Regions from separate parts of the Capsicum annuum genome. Here region 2 is linked to region 1. Evidence: chromatin contacts called from public Hi-C data. All regions are on one chromosome and are shown on one strand. The core of a region is the stretch at or near the end of the contact, and the rest is flanking DNA. Distances in the headings are between cores, read along the strand shown. Region 1 holds the start of LOC107852495 (protein kinase STUNTED). Region 2 holds the start of LOC107852496 (putative E3 ubiquitin-protein ligase LIN-1).

Region 1 (6,309 bases), core at 1,711-4,210:
ATCTTCACAGCCAGTTCCTTGCCATCAGGAAGGCAGCCTTTGAAAACCTGGCTGCTTCCTCCTTTACCAATAATGTTCTCTGTAATCATGAAAATGAATGTAAGTCAACTATAAATATGCACTCTGGAGTCTTTTTGTGAATATGCAGCTGAGAAAAGCACTAACCTGAGGAAAAGCTCAAGGTTGCTAAGAGAAGTTCCTGGAATTTAAATAATCTACACGTTGCAGAGTACTTCTCATGAAGTCCCTCCAATTCTCTTGGTAAGGTTCTTGGTGAATTGTCCGGAGACGATTTGGAGGATGTTGTCTCGTGATTGACAGGAACAATTGCACCACTTTCTTCATCTAGCACGGGAGCATGAGTTTCATCAGCAGCAGACTGTTGATCTCTCTTCTCTGAATCCTCAATGCACAAAAGATGTCTACTCGGCAGACACAATGCCCACTGAACAACAGAGAGTTTTCTTATTGATGAAGTGTCTGCAGCTTGTTGATTTGATAAAATGACTCGGCTAAGCAATGGCCAACCAGGTCTCACTTCAGGCAAATCCTTGATCAGCAATGTAATTGAACTAGAACCTGACTCCTGCCTCTGCACGGGTACTATCGCCATTGAATTATCATCATGGTTATTGTCTGAAGGCTCTTCATGTGTTTGGATACAAGAATTATCAGGCAGTGGACTGCCTGGTGAACAGATTGAACAGTTCTGTTGAAGGGAATTCTCTGCTGATGCAGAAGCAGCTTTCAGTAATGCCTCACCCAGAGTCTGATAACCATCTTGCCTGCAGGAATTTGTTGGCCTCAACCCGGTGCTGTCGTTTAATGCTCTAGAGTTCTTAGTCAGTGTCCTCTGAATTACACTAAGCAAACGATTCCCATGGTGATGCTCAAGTTCTACATACAGAAGCAGGAAAACAAACAAAGCTAGAAAGTCAGTAATTATGAATTACAGATATTGCTCAATAAACCAAAAACAAATGTAATGTCAACCTTTTGAACTGGCATACGATGCTAATGAGGCCTCCCTTTGAAAAACAATTTTTCCATTATTAACAGCCAAGACTGAACAATCTTTTGGCAACTTTCTAGCACAGTACTTTGCAACTGAAGCTGATGATCGAATTGTATGATTGGCAGCCCCGACTATAACATCTGTTGCTAAGTAAGAATTCGCCTCACGAACAATAATTTTTCGGATTGATGTACCTCTGCAGATCTTTAGCTTAAGATCCACCTGCAATAATAACAGAAAAATATCGAACTTTCGCTCCAACAAGACATCAACCATATGAAACAAACTGACAAAAACACTTTATGACGCCTGTAAGAACATATTTCCCATCCTTATTTATCCCCCCCCCCCCCCCTTCCAAAAAAAGGACCATCTTTATGAGATCATATTAGAAGGACCAAAAAATTAATGCCGCAATATTTCCATCCACCAACAATGTCATAATCCATTCATCGTCCCTCCCCACAAGAAAATAGAACACTTGAGAATGGTTTTTCATCAATATAAAATATTTTCCCTAGACATAAAATTTAAGTCTGAACTTAAGCCCCAAACCAAAAAATAAAAACACTTAACCTTGTGGGCAAAATAATGAAATTCAGAAGGTTTACCTGCTTCAGATTACAGAAGCCTTCATAAACTGCAAGAACAGAGTCAAATGCTTTGACCAACGATAACAGTGAGGACTTCCCATCACGATCTACAATTTCTGTGCCAACATAATCAAAATCCTTACAACTTTAATATAGCACGGAAAGAAGAAATAGAAAATGAAAAAAAGAAAATAAGAACAGAAAAGTCCTACTTGGACAACTCAAAGAAGACACGACATTTTTATGTTAACCCCAGAAAAGAACAAAATTCTCATTCAAATATTCACATCATCACATCAAAAATATGACAAATTGTACTGGGATAGGGAAAGGGGAATGTACCAAAACAAGAAAACAAACACACAACTTTCTTTTAGAAGCTGAGGCAAAAGAGTTCCAACAAAAAAAACATTCTATTGGAAAGAAAAGAAATTTCAGGCATTAATAATTCTTGTTACAGTATTTTCAAGTTTCCAATTTGAGAAAAGTAATAATATTAGCAATAATTCTTGCTTCCCAATTTAAACTGTAAAAAAGGAGGGTAAAAAAATACAGAGAAAATGACACGAAATTTTTTCAGTTTCAGCTTTCAGGAAAGAAAAAAAGCTCACTCCAAATTTCCCAATTTCAGCTAAAATAAACGAGATTTTGTAGAAAAGTCCCAAAGAGAGGTGGGGGGAAAACCCAATTTTAAAAAAAAAAAAAAAAAAAAAGGAACCAGCAGAAGAAACCATTTCATTTTCCAGGATAAATTACAGAAAAACAATCTGAGAATTCTAGTTTCAAGGGGAGAAAATGAAAACAAACAAAAAGGGGTGTCAAAAAGTCGCAGCAGAAAAAAAGAAAAAAATTTTACGAAAGGAAAATATTTCCATTTTGAATAGGCAGAAAAACGGATACCATTATTGTTAAGAACATGAAGAGCAATGACACGATCACCAGGTTGAGCAACTTTGACAAGAGCCCATGTTAATAGCTCTCTACTTGCACCATCCATCTTTACTCCAACAATAACTGTTCTGTTACCATCTTCTCCTTCTCCTTCTCCCCCAGCAAGAACACATTGTAACTGTGTCATTTTTGGCGCCAAAGGGATTTTATGAGAGCTGAGATTATTATTGAGATAAACTGAAAAAACTACTCATATATAAAGAGGAGTAAAAGACTAAATTTAAGCGTTTGGTTTTTTTTGGTTAGAAGAGTAGTAGTAGAGTAGATTGGTTTTCAAGGTTAGATAGAGAGAACAAATGGTTAGAGAGAGAGAAGTGAGAGTTAGGAGTATTAATTGAAGTAACAATGATGACTTGGGTGTTTCTTGTTTGGTCCACTTTGAGGGGTTAGCAGCTTTAATACCAACAAGCTAAACCGCCCGCCACCCATAAATTAATACGCAACTCAACTATTACTGCTGCTCCTTAGAATCAATTTAGTTGGTCATTTTATTAAAAATAAATATTACTCTATATTAATTAATTAATTATTAAATTATTAAGTAATTAATTAATAATTATTTTTTTTATATTTATAATTAATAATATATTATATTAATAATTATAATTTTAATAAATATTTTTAGGTTCAATGAATACCATTAATATAAATAAAGAATTATTTTATAAATTCTTAATAATCATATAAAATGAAATGCATTTAACCAAAATGAAATGAAAGAAATAATAGTATAGGTACGGAGAATTCTTTTAAGATTATTTATTAATAGAATATCTTATTCACATAAAATTAATGAGTTTTTCTTGTATAGCATTTATATATTTCAAAAACAATGAAATATTAAAAATAATTATAAATAGTGAAATAATAATTGATAGTTAATAACTAATCACAATTACAGTGATTTTAGAAGTATAAAAAGAACAATATCAATATCTTCTTTAATTACATTCTATTGACTAATTTTTAAAAATAATAAAATATGAAATATTAAATAATTATTAATTTATTATTGGACTTTTAATTTTATATTTTTAACCAATTAAGACGTGTACTTATATTCCTTACCTTCCATTTTATTTTTTATTAATCTATTAATTCAACTTCATCTACTAACTAGAGAAAATTGAAGGAAAGATGTCTTTTAAGTTTTGATTGAAAGATTGATGACATTGACCAACTTAAAGGTCAAACATCATTAGAAAACTTGATTAAGTTAATTGTGGACTTGATTAATATTTTCAAAACTTTCTAATCTTTTCAAAAATACAAATCAACCCAACCCACACCCTCTTCAATCCAAATCAACCACTCTCTCCTCTCTCTCGACAGCTTCTCTCCTCTCTCTCCCAACCGACAGTTCTGCAAAATTTCTCCCTTCAACCCTCGGCGACTTCTACCTCCGACGATAAATAGTTGGGCTTCGAGTTCCTCTCTTCAATTCAAATCAACCTGTCTCTCATCCCTCTCTAGACAGCTTCTCTCAACTCTTTTCCAACCAACTGTTCTTCAAATTTCTCATTTCAATCCTCGCGAATTTAATATTCGACTACAAATAGTTGGGCTTTGAGTTTCTTTTCGACTTCAACCTTCACTTGACGTGACAGCCTTGCTTTCCAGCCACAACATCTTCGAATTCTTCATCGTTGCTTGTTTGATTTATTGTTATCCTTTTGATTTGCTGGAGGACAACAATGCTTGTTTCCAAATGAAAATGATATATTAATTTTTCAAGTGTAGGTTTATGTAAGAAAACAAAGATAAGATGGATGAGGTGTGGATAAATTACTATGGCATGCCTGTTTATTTTGGTTGGAAGGAGTTTGTCATAGTTACTGGACTAAAATGTTGTCCTCCTTCTCAAGTTATACCTATTCTAACCCAAAGTAATTCTTGGGCATCATACTTAAATTGTTGTTGATGTATTTGTTGATATTTGTACCCATAACTAAATTTTTACATTTTATTTATTCGTTGACTTATTTCAGCTAATTTCTGAAGGTGTCGATTTATTTTATTTTGTCTATGAATTTTATTTAATCCTTAGATTTGAACTTATTAATTGAAAAGGAATACTAGATTCAAATATTGCAATAGATAATGTATTTGTTGCAACAGACGACACATCTATTGGAAAAGTCAAACAGATTTAGACATATGTTGCAACAGGTAGGTAATTTGTTGGAATTTATCAAACAGGTCTTTCCACTTTTGCAACAGATGGACTTAGATAGAAACATCGAGATAATGCAATAGATGACCAACCTATTTTAACAGATAAATTATATGTCAGAACAGGTAGAATAACTGTTACAACGGATGGAGAATCTATTGCATTATAAAAATTCAACTTTCGTTAGACATAAAAAATTATCACTACGTGTAAAAAGGTTAAAGTGAATTGAAATAAAAAAGGCAGAATCCATCGATGGTGTTCAGTTCAAACACCTAAAATAAAATAGGCATCAAGTAGATAGTGTTCATTTTAAACACGTAAAATAAAATAGGCATCAAATGTGTCAGTCTGACACATTTTGCTGACTTGCCGACACTTGGCCCCCAACAGTCATTCCCCCCTCCAATTGACTTATATATTCATCTTCCTCCAAAAATTTAACCCTAAATTCTCAAATCTTCTTCTTCATCGTCATCTTCTTTTATCTATCCAAATTCTTCAATTTATTTCTTTCTTTTTTTCCAATTGAGCTTGACAATGTCGAGCACATCTTCCACTATTTTTTGTGATAAAGATTTTTGATATTGTAAGTGCGGTCATGAAGCTCTGTTAAAGACTTCTTGAACTCAACAAAATTCAAATCGTAGGTTTTTTACTTGTAAGATTTTAAAGGTAATATTTTTTTATTTAATTAATTGATTAATTATTGACTTGTAATTATTTTGTAATTGTGTTCTCTTTTTTATAGAAATTGGGTGGATGCAATTACTTTGATTGGTATGAAGAACGATACTCTTCACAAGCAAATCGTGTAATCTGGGATTTGTTGAACAAAGTCAAGGCTTCTGAAGAGAAACAAAATCGAGCAAGAAGATACTACATTATTGTCATTATTGCTACTGATTTGGTGTTGTTGGGTACATGGATATTCAAGCCTAATTGCTAAAATTTTTATGGTGGTGTGTGTATTTGCTACTGATTTGGTGGTGTCGAGCACAAGGATATTCAAGCGTAACTGTTGAAAAATATCAAAAAAATTTAGGCATATGTTGTAAAATTTAGGTCATTTGTTGGAAATTATTAAATAGGTCTTCACACTGTTGCAACAGATTAGACTTAGATTATTCACAGAAATAATATTGGAGTAATGCAACAGATGACCAACCTATTGCAACAGATAAACTATCTACCAGAACAGATTCAATATATTTTACGATAGATTGACAATCTATTGCATTATAAAAAACTCAACTTTCATCAGAAAAAAATTATTACCACTACATGTACATGTAATAAAGTGAAGGGTGACTTGAAATTAAAAATTGTTATTTCACAGGATCTTCTATATACACAGGCTTCAAGCGTCCAGTTAGTACCCCATAAGCCCAGACCTCTTGCAGGTTTTCCATAGCGTTGTCGCACAGAAAATTCGTTAGCTAGGCCATTTCTGTGCCGGTCAGCAAACATTCGATGTGTGCAAGAGCGTGCGAGCCGCTCGCTTTAGTGGCATTTTCTTTTGGAAGGATCATTCATTTATTTCAACCTTCAAAATTCCATGATTTCCTCATCAACAC
Region 2 (5,671 bases), core at 1,505-4,004, 270 kb before region 1:
CCACGTAAGCATACCTGCTCAATTTTGCGGAGTTGGGCGAGTTATTTCCCCACTTATTTATTAACTTATATATTTCAGTCAATAAAATCGGGGTGTTATTTTTGTTCAAATTGACTCATGAAAAATCTTATCAAAACATTTTTTAAATTACATTTTAGTATTTGATATGCTATTATATCGTCATAATTAAAAAAAAGTTTTATTAGGTATACTAAAAAAATAATTAAAAACTTAATAAAAATAGACGGATTGGGTTACGACTCGCATTTTAGCCTAATCAGTCAAAATCATTTATTATTTCAACTCATTTAAACTTGCTCAAATTTGATTAAATCCGCTCATTTGACACCTTTAGATGAGACTAGTGCAGATAATCAACGCTGAAAAATTAAAACTAGTAGATTCAAAAAGTTGAGCGCACTTCTGGTACTGCAGTTGTGGATATAATGGTAGAAGAAGATCAAAGGAAATAATAGGTTATAAGGAGTTCGATTATAAGTTCATTAAAACATCCTTAAAAGCATATTTAGCAAAAATTCAAGTTTTTACTTGTTTATTTGTCAAAAAACTGGAAAGAACTAATTACAATATTGTAATCAATTATAATTTCAGGATCATATATACCAGAATTAACTGTAGCACTTAGTCTTAAACCAATAAAGTAGGGACCTTTTAAACCGCTTATCCTCAAGGTTCATAAACTTGGGCTCATTTGTTTGCATTTAATGGAGGTTTGAAAATGTTTCAGACTTCGGACCATAAAATACATTTGTTTTTTATTAAGATTTTAGCTCTTAATAGGTATGAATAGGTCTTAATCATTCAGATATAGAATCACGACTTAATAGGTCTGAACAGATATTCTAGTATTGGATAATATTCACAGTCATTCTATTCATAATCACCAGTCACCACCTCTGTCACCGCCATCATTGTCAACCACCTCTACCATCACAACCATCATCAACAACAAATATTGTTATCAACCACTATTGTCAACCGCTAACACACCTACTACCTCTATTATTATAATTATACTTATATTTAACGCCACCACCGCCGCCAACAGCACCACCATCATCAACGACTACCGGTCAATCCCTACTATCGACCAACTCATCTATCACAAGTAGCACCACCGCTAATTACAACTAATACATCACAATCTCCACACATTCTTCGGCGGCCACCACCATTGTCACTAATAACGCGACCTCTACCATCACTTCAATCACTATCATCGCTACAATTTATCTCTACTAACAACCATCTCCACAATCACAACTAACAATATCTTCAACTAGCACCAACACATCGTCAACCATCATTCATTCATTTTTCAGCCATCACAATCAACACTTCCAACTACTAACATCAAGCAACGTCACATCACAACCACCACCACCACTATCAATCGCCACCGTCATAACAGTCACTACAATATCAACCATCACTACTATCACCACTAACATTACTAATCACTAATATCAATCATTGTCACCGCAACCATCATTATAAACCATCTTCACTATCACTAACAAACATAAATAATTTTTTTCAATCAAATAATAATTTTGTTGTATTAAATTACATACTTTTTTGATATATAATTAGTTTTTTATTTGAATTATATTTTTTATTTTATTATATATACAAATAAAAATTTTTTGTACATTCATATGTTGAAAAACAAACAGTCTTAATTATTCAGTTTTCAGATCTAGAGACACTATCTTAATCATTCAGATGTGCATTCAGATTCAAACGTCCGAATCTTTAAAAAAAAACAAATGCAGCCTTAATATAATATCCCGTCATGCTTAGGGTGTGTTCTGTAGGAAGGAAAACAACTTTAGAAAAATATTTTCTACTATTTTCATGTTTAGTTGGTTAAAATTAAAAAAAAAAAAAAATATTTAAAAAAATATGTTTCTTGAAAATAAGAAAAATGATTTTCTGAAAATTATTTTTCTGAAAATTATTGATCGTGTCCTCCTTACTCTCCATCACATCATATCTTCATCTCTACCTCGATAGCATCCATCCCCATCACCCCACCCTCTGCCTACACTACCACCTTCCATAGTATTTGTGTGGATCATATACAAATACTTTTAGAATGATATTTTTGTTACTTACCAAACACAAAAAAATAAGTTAGAAATTCACTTATTTTCCTAGAAAAAACATCTTCAAGAAAATTATTTTCATGAATAACATTTTCCTTCGTACCAACCACACCAATAATTTAAGATCAACATGGCTCAATATCTCATCAGGATTAATCTTATTTGTTTTATCTCGCTCACCCAATTATCAAGGTCTCGTCTTTACTGTTGGAAAATAAGATAGATTATCAGTTAGAATGGTAACTAATGGTAACCCGAAGAGTGATGATGTACAAAAAGTTACTACTGTTACTTACACTGACACAAGACAGTGTATGTAAGTTGATTAAACAAGAAACTCAAGAATATCATTTCATGAATTTAGTGTGGGTGAGAGAGAGATATGTACCTTAATTTGATGAGATTAATCATAAGCAATCCATGCAATAAACCTTGCTGAACAAGCTAATTACGACAAGAGCTTCATCAGAAGATTTATATTCATTATATTAGTCTTCTGTTTCTAGAAATTAACTAAGCCAAATCCTCAAAATCTACAATTGGAATTTTAGATACAGTCAGAAAGCTATGACTAGAAAAATGAAACTAATATTATAATAGCAGCCGGCCGGCCGGAATAACTTACTTTTCTTTTACTCGCTGATATATATATAGGGAATTTTTTCGGAGTTGGAAATTATGGTGTTTGATCATAAAAATTCAGAAATAATTTTGGAAAAAAATTCGGAAAAAGGAAAACAGGTTTTTGTTGTTTTCACAATTTTTCAACTCCAATTATAACTTTTATTATTATTATATATAACGTCAATCTTTTAAATTTTTACATAAAACTCTCCTTATAACATTATTTTTTCAATATTGCGTATATAGCAGTTTTACACAATAAGATAATTATAATTTCAAACTTAATGATATCCTAATTATATATCTCTTTTTCTCTCTCATCATTATTTTTATCCCTTATTTAATTTTCTCTCATATTTAAGATATTATTTTACTGCTAATTTATATTTATACTCATAAATATATAAAGTATTATATTTATACCTATAAATATATAAAGTATTATATTTATAATAGAAATATACAAAATATGTTATATATAAAGTTTATACCATGTATATATCATATACACATATATAAATATACAAAGTATTAAGAAACATACTAAGCATATTTATAATATAAATATACTAAGTATTTTATATATGAAGTTTATACCATGTATATACTATATACACACATATATAAAAATGCAAAGTATATTGAAACATACTAAGCATATTTATACATTTATGGTATATGATATAATATACCATAAATATGCAAAGCATGTTTTACATAAAAATAATTTATTCACACACAGTAAAATCCTTTATGTATAAGAAAATTAAAAAAATAAATTAGCGGCAATCTAAAATTTAATAACAACTCATCATTTCCTATTTTTTAGGAACAGAAAATGAAGTAAATAAATTTCAAAAAAAAAAATTTGTTTAAAAGATAATATTTGTTATCTAAAAAACAGGAAGCAATGATCTGTTAATATAACATCCATATTTAAAATTTTCAAATGTGAGAAAACGGCTATTAATGTAAATATTATATATGTCATAATTGAAATTCATTAAATATGATCATGTATATGTAATTATTTTTATAATAGTGGCTAATTGTGTTCTTTTCCCATAGTAAGTAAATTTTAGTTGAGTGATTTTAATAGTTTGTAAAAGTTAGGGCACAAAATCATATTAAAATTTTTTTTTTCAAAAGTCAAAAAAAAAATTCAAAAAAAAACATGACCAAACACAACTCCAACCCAATTTCAACTCCAACTTCGAAAAATTTTAGTTTTCATGACCAAACGACTACATTATCAACCAATTCCAATATTATTGACATTGTCAACATATTATATGTATTTATGTATTATAGTTATAGTAGTATTTTCATAGTTTTAATAGTGATTGTTCGTTTAGGCTGATCGACGAGACAAAAAGGCATCTAATGTATTTGGTTTCATTGTTTGGAATGCATCTATTCCACGGTTCCCACCGTAAAATATATGTAGCTCAGATTTTTTTAAATACTAGTTTACCAATACGTGTCTTACACGTGTAACATTCGATTATTTAAATTTAAATAATTTCATATATTAAGTAGATTTTTAATGAAATATAAAAAGGTCAAATCACTTTTCAGAGATCCTTCACACTTTAATATAAGAGTAAATACATAATTACCCCCTGATATTGGCCGAAATTTTTAAAAAGACACTTAAACTATAATTTCGACCTATTACCCCACGAATCTTACCTAAACCATTGTAAATGCACCATTTTAATCAAAATTTTGACCCTACGTGTCTACACGCACCTGAAGCGCGTGAATGGAAAAAAAAAATTGAACCAGCGAATTAAAATGTTTCACGTGTAATAAAAAGGATCCACTTTTAAAATTTTGTATTTTAGATTTCTTTTTCTTCATTTTTCATCTTCTTCCTTCATTTCACCTTCTTCATTTGCCATCTTCTTCATTTTTTTTCTTCATTTTCCATCTTCTTCCTTCGTTTCTTATTCTACTTCCTTCTTCTTCTTCTTCTTCTTTTTCTTCTCCATTAATCTCCATTAATTGTGTCGCTCGATTTTCTCCGAAGTTAAAACTTTTAGTTTCCGTCAAATATTCATAAACCATTAATGAAGATTGATGATGAAGAAGAAAAAGAAGGAAGAAATTACTCTGTACTAATGAGTAATGAGATTTTAATACCATTGTCTTCTTCAATTCCTCCATTAAAGCTCCATTAATGGAATTTTATGATTCAAGTAAATGGTGTTGAAGACGAAAAATAAATTTAATCACAAAAAGAAAACTTGATTTCACAACTTTTAAACAAATAAAGAAAATATTAAAGTCAATACATGATTTTGTATCCCACTAGTTCAATTCATTAAGGAGAATTTTTTTTTTCTTTGAAATTTTCTAGCTTTAATGGAGAATTGGGGAAAAAGAAGAGAAAAAAAGAGTAATTGTTGTTAACGGAGAATTAGGGAAGAAGAAATGAAGATTGATTAATGGAGAATTGAGGAAGAAGATATGAAAATTGATTAATGGAGAATTGGAGAAGATTGATAAATAAAGTTAAAAGAAAAATTTTATTAAAAAATATTTAAAAAATGAAATTAAATGTATTTACACGTGGCAACACCTGATTGGCGTGTGCATTGCACCCTTTTTGGTGTGACTGAAATTCAGCGAAAAATGGTGTTTTTGCAAAGGAATAAAGAAGAACCGTGGGGTAATAGGTCGAATTCAAAGTTTAAGTGTCTTTTTGAAAATCTCAGCCAACATCAGTGGGGTAATTATGTATTAATCTTAATATAATAAAGTAAACATAAACATATATTTTAGTGTAAACACATATATATTTTACCATAAGTTTTAAGTGAATGATGGATCATCACTTTTGCGTTTGTCATGCAGTAGAGAGACACATCAATTTGAATCATATTTGTGGTACAATTATTTTTACCTATATTTAA

Evidence for each region. A called contact is a pair of places that touch in the nucleus more often than the background predicts.
Region 2: a contact with region 1 is called in a Hi-C map of leaf, with 3 times the contacts expected there. The contact joins the promoter of LOC107852496 here to the promoter of LOC107852495 in region 1. A contact is called at or near these places in 2 of 5 Hi-C or Micro-C datasets (leaf and placenta).

Annotation. Positions count from the first base shown.
Region 1 is chr4:162,323,429-162,329,737 of UCD10Xv1.1, reverse strand. It overlaps LOC107852495 (protein kinase STUNTED), which reads right to left and starts at 2,960. Exons shown (of 10, transcript XM_016697531.2): 1 at 2,509-2,960; 2 at 1,627-1,724; 3 at 994-1,237; 4 at 166-897; 5 at 1-79. The coding sequence starts at 2,686.
Region 2 is chr4:162,592,058-162,597,728 of UCD10Xv1.1, reverse strand. LOC107852496 (putative E3 ubiquitin-protein ligase LIN-1) reads right to left here and starts at 2,754. Exons shown (of 17, transcript XM_016697534.2): 1 at 2,518-2,754.